Regions from separate parts of the Sus scrofa genome. Here region 2 is linked to region 1. A link is a contact called in public Hi-C data. All regions are on one chromosome and are shown on one strand. Each heading gives the region's core, a stretch centred on a gene start, on an enhancer-like site or on the middle of the called end of the contact. The rest is flanking DNA. Distances are from core to core; before and after follow the strand shown.

Region 1 (5,393 bases), core at 1,962-4,461:
ATCAACTATATCTCAATTTTTAAAAATTTAAATTTTTTGTTTTGTTTTTTTGCCTTCTCTTGGGCCGCTCCCAAGGCATATGGAGATTCCCAGGGGTCTAATCGGAGCCGTAGCCACCGGCCTACACTAGAGCTACAGCAACTCAGGATCTGAGCCGCGCCTGTAACCTACACCACGGCTCACAGCAACGCTGGATCCTTAACCCACTGAGCAAGGCCAGGGATCGAACCTGCAACCTCATGTTCTAGTCGGATTCTTTAACCACCGAGCCACGACGGGAACTCCAAAATTTTAAATTTTTTAACTACTGCTGCTATAAACACATATTTCTTTCTTCTTTTTTTTTTTTTAGGGCCGCATCAGAGGCATATGGAAATTCCTGGGATAAGGGTCGAATCAGAGCTATAGCTGCCGGCCTGCACCACAGCCACACCAGCTCAGGATCCAAGCCACATCTGTGACCTACACCAGGGCTCATGACAGTGCCGGATCCTTAACCCACTGGTCAAAGCCAGGGATCGAACCCGCAACCTTATGGTTAGTGGTCAGATTTGTTTCCAATGCACCACAATGGGAACTCCCACATGTATCTTTTCAAGTTAGAGTTTATGATTTCTATTTCATCCCCCACCCCCCCCTTTTTTTTTTTTTTTTTTTTTTGCTTTTTAGGCCCATACTCATGGCATATGGAAGTTCCCAGGCTAGAGATCCAATCAGAGCTTAGCTGCCGGCCTACACCACAGCCACAGCAACGTGAGATCCCAGCCACATCTGTGACCTACACCACGGCTCAAGGCAACACTGGGTCCCCCACCCACTGAGTGAGGCCCGGGATGGAACCCATATCCTCATGGATACAAGGCGGATTGTTTCTGCCACGCCACAATAGGAACTCCTATTTCATTAATTTCTACTGTTATTTTATTTCTCCTATTTCCTTTTGGTGACTCTTTTTCTAGCTTCTGGAGATGAACACAAGTCATTTAGTTTCAATTTCTTATGTCTTTTAATATGTTAATAAATGCTTTTAAAGTCATCAGCTTACTTTCAAAGTATTGTTTTAGCTGCATCCTACAAGTATCTTCATTGTATTCTAAGCATTCTGCAATCTCCTTTATGATTTCCGCTTTAACTCATGAGTAATAGGAATGTATTCTTAGTTTCCAAACTTCTAAAAAATACTTACATTGTTTAAAATCTTTCAAAATGCATTAGGTAATCAGCTTGACTTTTTAAATATGTTGAGTCTTCCTTTGAGATACATGCAATTTTTTTTTTTTTTGGTCTTTTTAGAGCCACACCCGCAGCAAGTGGAAGCTCTCAGCTCCCACTGGAGCTGCAGCTGCCAGACTACAACACAGCCACAGCCACACAGGATCTGAGCGGCATTTGTGACCTACACCACAGCTTACAACACTAGATCTTTAAGCCACTGAGTGAGGCCAGGGAATGAATTCGTATCCTCATGGATACTGGTCAGGTTTATAACCCACTGAGCCACAATGGGAACTCCAAGGTGTGCTTTTTAAAAGATTTCCTGGTTTTCATGGTTGGTGGTGTTTCTTACACCCTACATAATTCCTCTATGTTTACTTTTCTTCTTGTGAATGTTATCTTTACTAGTTCTTCTGGTGATTTATGTTGAGTGATAAATGCTCTCAGTTTTTGAATGCCTGAAATATCTATTTTGTTCTCACTCATTAATAATTCAGCTACACATAAAATTTTAGGTTGACAACTGCTTTTTCTCTGCACTTTGAAGAGATGTCTCCTGGCATCTCTTCTGCTTATGTGGTATCTCCTATCAGCATAACTGCTGCTTCCCTCCGGCAGCTTTCAATATTTTCTTTTCATTCTTAATATTCCACAGTTTAAGACACATCAGAGTATGAATTTACTTTTTAAAAATTTTTTAATTGAAATGTAGTTGATTTACAATGTTGTGTCAGGTGTACAGAAAGGTGATTCAGTTATACATATATGTAGATGTATGTATTCTTTTTATATTACCTTCCAATATAGGTTATGAAGTTACTATTATTTATCCTACTTGGTACTCCGTGTTTACGTTGAGGACTCATTTCTGTTTCTTTGTTTTTTTGTGTTTTTCTTTTTCCCAGGGCAGCTACAGCGGCATATGGAGGTTCCCAGGCTAGGGGTCCAAACGGAGCTATAGCCGCAGGCCTATGCCAGAGCCACAGCAACTCGGGATCCAAGCCTCATCTGCGACCTACACCACAGCTCACGGCAATGCTGGATCCTTAACCCACTGAGCAAGGCAAGGGATTGAACCTGCAACCTCATGGTTCCTAGTCGGATTCACTAACCACCGAGCCACGATGGGAACTCCTCATTTCTGTTTCTTAATACCTGAAAAGTCTTTTATTACCTCCTCAGATATTCTCTACTAATGCCTCCATTCCTTCTCCTGGAATCCTTTTTAGATGTTTGCTGGAGACAATTCATCTTCCATGTCACCTGCTTATTGATATTTCTCTCTTTGTCTCACTGGGAAGGAGAACTTCTCAATATGGTTTTTAATTTACTAAAATCTCTTTGTCTATAGTTTCGACTATCTATTTACATTATTTCTCTTTATTTACTGTGTTTCCAAGATTTCTAATGTGTTTAATTTTTTAAATATATTCTAGTTTTATTTCCACATCTAAGCACAAACTTATGGCATCTGAACCACAAATTACTCCCTTTTTTTGTCTTTTTGTGTGTGTGTGTGTGTGTGTGTGTGTGTGTGTGCATCTTTTTAAGGCCTCACCCACAGCGTATGGAAGTTCCCAGACTAGGGATTTAATCGGAGTTGTAGCCACCAGCCTACATCACAGCCACAGCAATGCAGAATCCAAGCCTCGTCTGAGACCTACACCACAGCTCACAGCAACGCCAGATCCTTAACCCAATGATCGAGGTCAGGGATCGAACCAGTGTCCTCATGGATGCTAGTGGGGTTCATTAACTGCTGAGCCACAACAGGAACTCCCACAAATACCTTCTTAAATCCAGCTTTTAACTATTGAGGCCCTGGTTAGTGAGCATCAGAGCCTTACCTAAGTTATGACCATGTACAAAATCCTTTTGAGCACCACTAAAAAGGGTCTCTGTCTTCTGATGATTAACATGAGCTCAATTTCTACTATGCTTCAAACCGAAAACTCTGTGGCCTTTTGTTTGCTGCCTTGTGGAACAGGCTCTTACTCATTGCCCAAGACTGAGGATTTCCAAAACACTAACACTGACTCAGTGCCAAGTTGTACTGAAGTTGGTTAAAGGAGAAAGCTAAATCAAATACTTTTGTTAAAAGTTTAATCTCTTTTTCAAGTTCAACAGAAAAGCAACAAAACTTTTAAAAATATGTATAACATTCCCCGTTGAAGTTAGCTAGGAAAAGCATGACAGACACAGACAGCAGGAGGAGTCAACAGGTAATGATCTCTTTTGTTAGCACTCATTACTGTCTGCGCTTACAGTCCAGCTATTCTCCAAATACATGAAAACACAGCTATCACAACACCCAAGCAAAAGCTAGTCCTTCTGGGAAAAATACCGATGTTTAGACTTCTGGGGTTACTTTGACCTGCTTTGCTGAAAGATAAAACAAAGACTGCTGAACACATCAAAATTATGACTTTCTACTGTTATCACCTGTGACACTCACAGAAGGCTATATTTATCCTTCACGTAGTAATATAAGCTGTTTCTTTGAATCTGTTTCTTATTATGATATAGGCAAAAAGCCAAGCCAGAAATTAAATCAACATTTACCTTTTACACACTGCGCAATTTCTTTAGAAATGACACCAAAAGCTCTCCAAAAGGATCACATTATTCCTCTTGAAATTATGTAAAAAGTTGCCTCATCTGTTCTCAATGGCCAGCTTAGCTTCCCTGAGAACTTCAGATCTGTGTCTTTCCTAGTACACATACAGATTATTTACTGAGTCTAGATGTATTCAAGGCAACTTCAACATAACAAGTATGTTTCTGAACAAATCCACATTACAAGCTGCAATGAATAAGATATTTCAGAATGAGAGGTTCTTAGTCATTTTCATTTTTTCAGGATTTTACAGAAAAGTCGGTTTTATAATTTAAAAAACAAAGATATGGACAAAGAAAACCCTAATGGCTTTATTTGGGGATAGAGAAATCAGAAAGCAAATGAACAAATAAATTTTGGATAAGATAAACCTGAATTTATCATATAAGCAAAGACGAAAAGACTATCGAGAAGATGATCAGGTGACAGAATTACGAGTGTGAGAAGTGAAAAGAGGATGCCACCAGCCAGTATCGCAGTGAGCTGGTCATCAGAGGAAATACTGCCCTGATCTCTCTCTCTCACACACACACACACACACATAAAAGGTATTACAATCGTGCTTTCTGTAGTATAGCAGCACATATACTAACAACCACAAAAAATGGAATAATACAGAGAATTTTAGCACGGCCCCTGTGCAAGGATGACACGCAAATTCATGAAGCACTCCATAACTTTAAAAAAAAAAAGGTATTACACCCATTGTGACAAGAATATACACTGTACAGAGTTTAAAGTAGTATCTCCTCAATTCAAGGTGAAATTTTAAATGGGAGATGTTAACACATTCACAGGAACATATTAAGAACTGGACAGAACTTATTTCTCATGATACTTTCATCATACATTCGAATAACTGTGCAAAATGTATAATTATCTACTCCAGCAGACTATGCTTTCTTGAAGATAAAAAATTTAGCTCTTTCACCCCAACCTCCACATTGTCTTACAGAGTGCCACCATGCCTAGAGAGAACACCAGCCTTCCCATCTCCTAGTCAGCCTATGAAGGAACAAAATTAACAGGGAACAGCCCTCCGGCAACCCAGGAGAAAACAGAATCCCATCCCACACATGCTACAGTCAGTAAACCCTTCCAAGCCAAAAGCTGAGTTCTATGAGGCCTAGGAATCTTCCATCCTATAAAACAGTGGCTTTCAAACTGCTTTTACTACAGTTCACAGCAAAAAATATATTTTATCACACAATTCTGTACGTTCATATTCAACTATATTTACTTAATCTTATCAAGTGAATATTGTACTGTTATTTTACTCTTTTTTGGCGCGCCCCACCATGAGAAGTTCCCAGGCCAAGAACTGAACTGTGCCACAGCAATGACAAAGCCATATCTTTAACTGCTGAGCCCCGAAGGAACACTCTTCCATTTTATTTCTTTTTAAAAAACTTGATACAGCCCACTCAATTTTCTTATCCATCAACGGGTTACAACCTGTCATGTGAATAACACCACTTCAGGGTCTTCAAGCAGCAGGTGTGCAGATTTTCCAAGAGAGTCATTGGCACATGCTATTTTAAAAGAATCAAATCCTAGACCC
Region 2 (5,393 bases), core at 1,969-4,468, 65 kb after region 1:
CATGACTTGTGCTGTGTCAACTGAAAGGGCTTGGAAACAATGATACTCTAGCAGCAATAAACACCAAGTTCTTGTTTCTAAACATTAGGCCCTATTTAAAAACAAAAACAAAAACAAAACATGGAATTCTTGGAGAAATGGATGATTCCCGGGCAAGGACAGGGAAAGAAGAAGGTGAGCCTGTGATATATTTTGTGCCAGGAAGGAAAGAAAACTAAGAGGGCTAAAGACAGGGTGAGGGGAGGAAAGAAACAGGGGAGGGAGATTAAGAGGTACAAACTTCCAGTTACAAAGTAAATGAGTCATGGGTATGAAATGTACAGTGTGGGGAATGTAGAAAACAACTATGAAAAATAAAAAAGCAATTTTTAAAAGAATACTAGGGAGTCCCCTTCTTGGCTCATCGGTTAACGAACACGACTAGGGGATTTCCCGTTGTGGCCCAGTGGTTAACGGATCCGACTAGGAACCATGAGGTTGCGGGTTCGATCCCTGGCCTTGCTCAGTGGGTTAAGGATCTGGTGTTGCTGTGAGCTGTGGTATAGGTCACAGACAAGGCTCGGATCTGGCATTGCTGTGGCTCTGGCGTAGGCCGGCGGCTACAGCTCCAATTGGACCCCTAGCCTGGGAACCTCCATATGCCGCAGGAACAGCCGTAGCACAGGCAAAAAGACAAAAAAAAAAAAAAAGAACACGACTAGGATGTGTGAGGACGCAGGTTCGATCCCTGGCCTCGCTCAGTGGGTTGAGGATCTGGCATTGCTGTGGCTGTGGTGTAGGCTGGCAGCTGTAGCTCTGATTCGACCCCTAGCCTGGGAAATCCCATATACCGCAGGTGCAGCCCTAAAAAGACCAAAAAAAATTTTTTTTCCATTATCCCATAGTGATAGTAAAATTAAAAAAAAAAGAAAAATGAAAATCCCTTCTTTATAGAGGAACCCCAGCTAATAATCATAGAAAGGATAAAAGAAAGCAACTATTCTGCAACTCCTAGTGTAATAGTTGGTTCTAGCAAGTATTATCAATGGATGCTAAACTGTTGTGCAAAATATTTATAGGCAATAGAATATTCACAAGATCTCCAAGCATCACCCCAGAGATTACTTATTAATTACGAAGCAGGAAGTGTAGTTCTTTTTTTGTTGTTGTTGTTTTGTTTTTGTTTTTTGTCCTTTTAGGGCTACACCTACAGCATATGGGAGTTCTCAATCTAGGGGTTGAATAGGAGCTGCGGCTGCCAGCCTATGTCACAGCCACTGCAACGCTAGATCCGAGCCACATCTTCGACCTACACCACAGCTCACGGCAATGCTGGATCCTTAACCCACTGAGTGACGCCGGGGATTGAACCCACATCCTTGAGGATACTAGTTAGGTTCATTACCACCGAGCCACGACCGGAACTCCAGGAAATATAGCTTTTCAGGGAAGAGATCCAGCAATCTCCACTCTAACCAAGTGATCAGCATGAGGAATCTCCTGATGAGATTGTGTAAAAAGCCACAATATCACCTGTGTAGGTTTCTCACCAAAAAACATTGGGAGTTCCCATTGTGGCTCAGCAGATTAAGAAACCGATGTTATCTCCACGAGGATGCAGTTTGATCTCTGGCCTTGATCAGTGGGTTAAGGATCCAGTGTTGCTGCAAGCTGCCATGTAAGTCATGGATGCATCTGGGATCCAGTCTTGCTGTGGCTGTGGTGAAGGCTGGCAGCTGTAGTTCTGATTCAACCAGCCCAGGAACTTCCATATGCCTCAGGTGCGCCCATAAAAGGAAAACATTTTCTTTTCTTTTCTTTTTCCTTTTTTTTTTTGGTCCATGCACCCATGGTCAACTAATCTATGACAAAGGAGGCAAAAATATGCAATGGAGCTGTGGCTGTGGGGTAGGCTGGTAGCTGCAGCTCCAATTCAACCTGGGAACTTCCATATGCCGCAGGTGCGGCCATAAAAAAAAAAAATGCAATGGCAAAAAGACTGTCTCTTCAATAAATGGTGCTGGGAAAATTGGACAGCTACATGCAAAAGAAAGGAATTAGAATATTCTCTAACACCAAACACAAAAAATAAACTCAAAATGGATTTAAGACCTAAATGTAAGACCCGATATTATTAAAACCCTTAGCGGAAAACCCAGGCTGAACAGTCTCTAACAAAAGCCACAGCAATATCTTCTCAGATCCACCTCCTAGAGTAATAAAAATAAAAGCAAAAATAAACCAATGGGACCTAATTCAACTTAAAAGTCTTTACATAGCAAAGGAAACCATAAACAAAACGAAAAGATAACCCACAGAATGGAAGAAAATGCTTGCCAATGAAGGGGCTGGCAGAGGATTAATCTCCAAAATATATAAACACCAAAGTCTATCTTCTGTGTCTCATCTGGATTGGTTTTGATTAGCTGATGATTTTTCTCCTTTTTTTATGGATTATAGTATCTTGCTTCTTTGCATGCTGATAATTTTTATTGGAAATTATTAATTGTATCTTGATGGATACTGTGTTTTGGGGTGGGTTTTTTTGCTTTTTTTTAGGGCTGCAACCGTGGAATATGGAGGTTCCCAGGCTAGGGGTCCAATTGGAGCTGTAGCTGCTGGCCTACAGCAACGCCAGATCCGAGCCATGTCTGCAACCTACACCACAGCTCACAGCAACACCGGATCCTTAACCCACTGAGCAAGGCCAGGGATCAAACCCGCCACCTCTCGGTTCCTGGTCAGATTCGTTTCTGCTGCGCCACGATGGAAACCCAGTGCAGTGGAAACTCCAGATGCTATGAATTTTTGAATTCCTATAATATTCTTGAGCTTTAAAAAAAAATAGGAAAAGAGACAGGAAATCACTGAGGAAGAAAATTAGGTGAAGGAAAGGAGGTGATAAGGAGGAGTGTCCTGGGTAAACAAAGCAGGTGGAGAAGAAGAAGAAAAAGCAGGGTGAAGTCCTGGAAGCTCAAATAAGAAGCAATTGTCTCAAAAAGGACAGTGTTCAACAGTCTCATATGCTGCTGGGTTCCATAAGATGCCAACAGAAAAACCCAGCAAACAAACACAGACTTTGGCAAGATGTGGGTCATTGGTGACCCTGATGAAATAAACAGTGAGGACAAGCGTCTGATCGAAGTGGTTTGGGAAAAAGTTGGATTCGAGGAAGAGTGACATGAGGGCCAGAGGACAGAGGTGTGGGGCAAGAGCTGGACAGGGACGTGGGCTTGGAGCAGGTTTCTGTTTTGCTTAGATAGCATGAAGATAGTGGATGTGAATAGGTTTCCATGCCAGTGGAATGATCCAGTAGAACATGAAAAAGGGGAGATTGCAGGAGCAAAGGTGTTGAGAAGGTGAAAGGGGGTGGGACCCAGAGGACCAATGGAAGGACTGCCTCATCACTGACAGCAGTAGAGATGGTGGCAGCAACATTCAGCTTCTGGCATCAGGGGTGGCAACACTACCAGGGGTGATCTCCAGTTCCCAGGGCCCTCAGCAATGTCACTGCACACGTACCCCTCTGATGGCAGCAGAGGTGTCCTCTTCAGATTAGTTCTATGCCATAATTTTTTTTTTTCATTTATAGCCTCCCCAAGGCATATGAAGTTCTGGGGTCAGGATCAGATCCGAGCCCCAGTCATCGCACAAGCCACAGCTGCAGCAACGCTGGATCCCCAACCCACTGTGCTGGGCTGGGGATCGAACCTGCAATCTAGTGCTCCCAAGAGGCCACCGACCCCCTTGTACCACAGCAGGAACTCCGTGCTGTGCCTTAATTTTGATTGTGGTTCTCAACACATTACCTCACACCTGGTTCTCCAGCTCTCACAGCAACTCTTCTTTTCTTTTTTAAATGGCTGCACCTGCAGCATATGGACGTTCCCAGGCCAGGGTTTGAATCCAAGCTGCAGCTGCACCCTATGCCACGGCTGTGGCAATGCCAGATCCTTAACCCACAGTGCCAGGCTGGGGATCAAACTCACACTGCCACAGAGACTACGCAGAATCCTTAATCCACTGCACCACAGCTGGAATTCCTCTCCCAGCAACTCTTCGACCCAAGCAATGTCGCTGCAATGCAAATTATTTCATTTATAAAATAGTACACTAATTATCGCAAAACCATTGAGTTCATTTACAAATTAAGTGAACTAATTCGGTTTCCTATAACAAGGGGATTTTGTGGTCTAAATGGACAAATACAATCTGTCATAATAAATACATTTTACAACTTTTATGGTTACCCCAAGCCTTGTGGTTAAAGGTTACATTCCTATGAGATTAAACCGAAACAAAAATCTCTTGTGCTCTAATAGATGATTATCTCATGGAACATTTTTAGTTCCTTCTTTCTGAATACCAGTAAACACACTGAAAAAAACTGACATGACGATGACAAGGAAGCAGGCATGTATAGTTTAATCATCTTTGGTGACACCTGGCTAGTCCCTAAGAGTGTTTTTTCCTCCTTCTCTTGCTAAGACAGCAATAACCAGCACAACACCTGCATTCTCATATAATTTTAGCAAAAATATATTTCCTTTCTAGCCTCCTCTCAAATACCCTTGTGACCAACAGTTTCTTTTGATTTTTAACTAAGATTCAAGATTTGAGTCCTACAATAGAGTCTATGTTTCTAGCAATTGTACCTTTTGTATCTTTTTTTTTTGGTCTCATTGGATTGGTTAAAACCCTCAGATCATTATTAAGTGCAGAGGTGACATGATTTCGGTTGTTTTTTCAGTCGAATAGGTGACTAGTGTAAATTAATTCTCCAGCATAGCAAACTCTGGGAGGGAGTCAGATGAGAATCTGATGTATATACCTCAGTCTAATCTCTCATTTTACTTAACTTCAGGGGCCAGGGATCAAACCTGAACCATAGCTACAACCTGAGCCACGGCAGTGGCAATGCTGGAGCCTTAACCCATTGAGCCACCAGGGAACTCCTTATCTTTGCTGTTTATTTTTCCTTTTGCCTGTGGTAATCCCACTTTTGCTTCTCAGACCTCTTACATCAGTTTTTTTGTTAATTCTCATTTTGCAAATGAGGAATGGGAGCCTCTGAGAGTCTGAGTCTGTAGACACACAGCAAATTAGTGACTGCCAAGTTTACACTCAGATTTTTGCGGCAGCACATCCAAACCCTTTTCAGTATATTCCACAGCTGCTGGATTCTGTGAGTTTGGTTTCTATTCTAAATTAAGTTCCTAGAAGATAGTAATGTTATTTTTCCATGTTTATATAATGTAAATTACTTAGCCAATGAGGACAGACCTTCAATAAAATTCAATAATAAAATTAGTTAGGAAAAAGTTGGGTTTTGTTTTTGGTTTTTTTTTGGGGGGGTTTTGGTCTTTTGTCTTTATGGCCACACCTGAGGCATATGGAGGTTCCCAGGCTGGGGG

What was found. Hi-C and Micro-C count contacts between places; a contact is called where the count stands out from the background.
Region 2: a Hi-C map of liver shows a contact between it and region 1, with 4 times the contacts expected there. The contact joins two enhancer-like sites. A contact is called at or near these places in 1 of 5 promoter capture datasets (liver), 4 of 47 Hi-C or Micro-C datasets (embryonic fibroblasts, epiblast stem cells and liver) and 1 of 2 datasets of contacts at active chromatin or transcription factors (alveolar macrophages).

The regions. Positions count from the first base shown.
Region 1 is chr12:51,671,295-51,676,687 of Sscrofa11.1, forward strand. The region is part of intron 3 of RABEP1 (rab GTPase-binding effector protein 1); the gene reads right to left. Among named protein-coding and RNA genes, the nearest start is that of SCIMP, 99 kb to the right of the region's middle. Within about 2 kb of position 3,212, at least 19 of the 83 cell types and tissues checked have an H3K27ac peak or open chromatin away from gene starts, as enhancers often do. A contact at or near this core is called in liver, where this site is marked.
Region 2 is chr12:51,736,758-51,742,150 of Sscrofa11.1, forward strand. The region is part of intron 2 of RABEP1 (rab GTPase-binding effector protein 1); the gene reads right to left. Among named protein-coding and RNA genes, the nearest start is that of SCIMP, 33 kb to the right of the region's middle. Within about 2 kb of position 3,219, at least 2 of the 83 cell types and tissues checked have an H3K27ac peak or open chromatin away from gene starts, as enhancers often do. A contact at or near this core is called in liver, where this site is marked.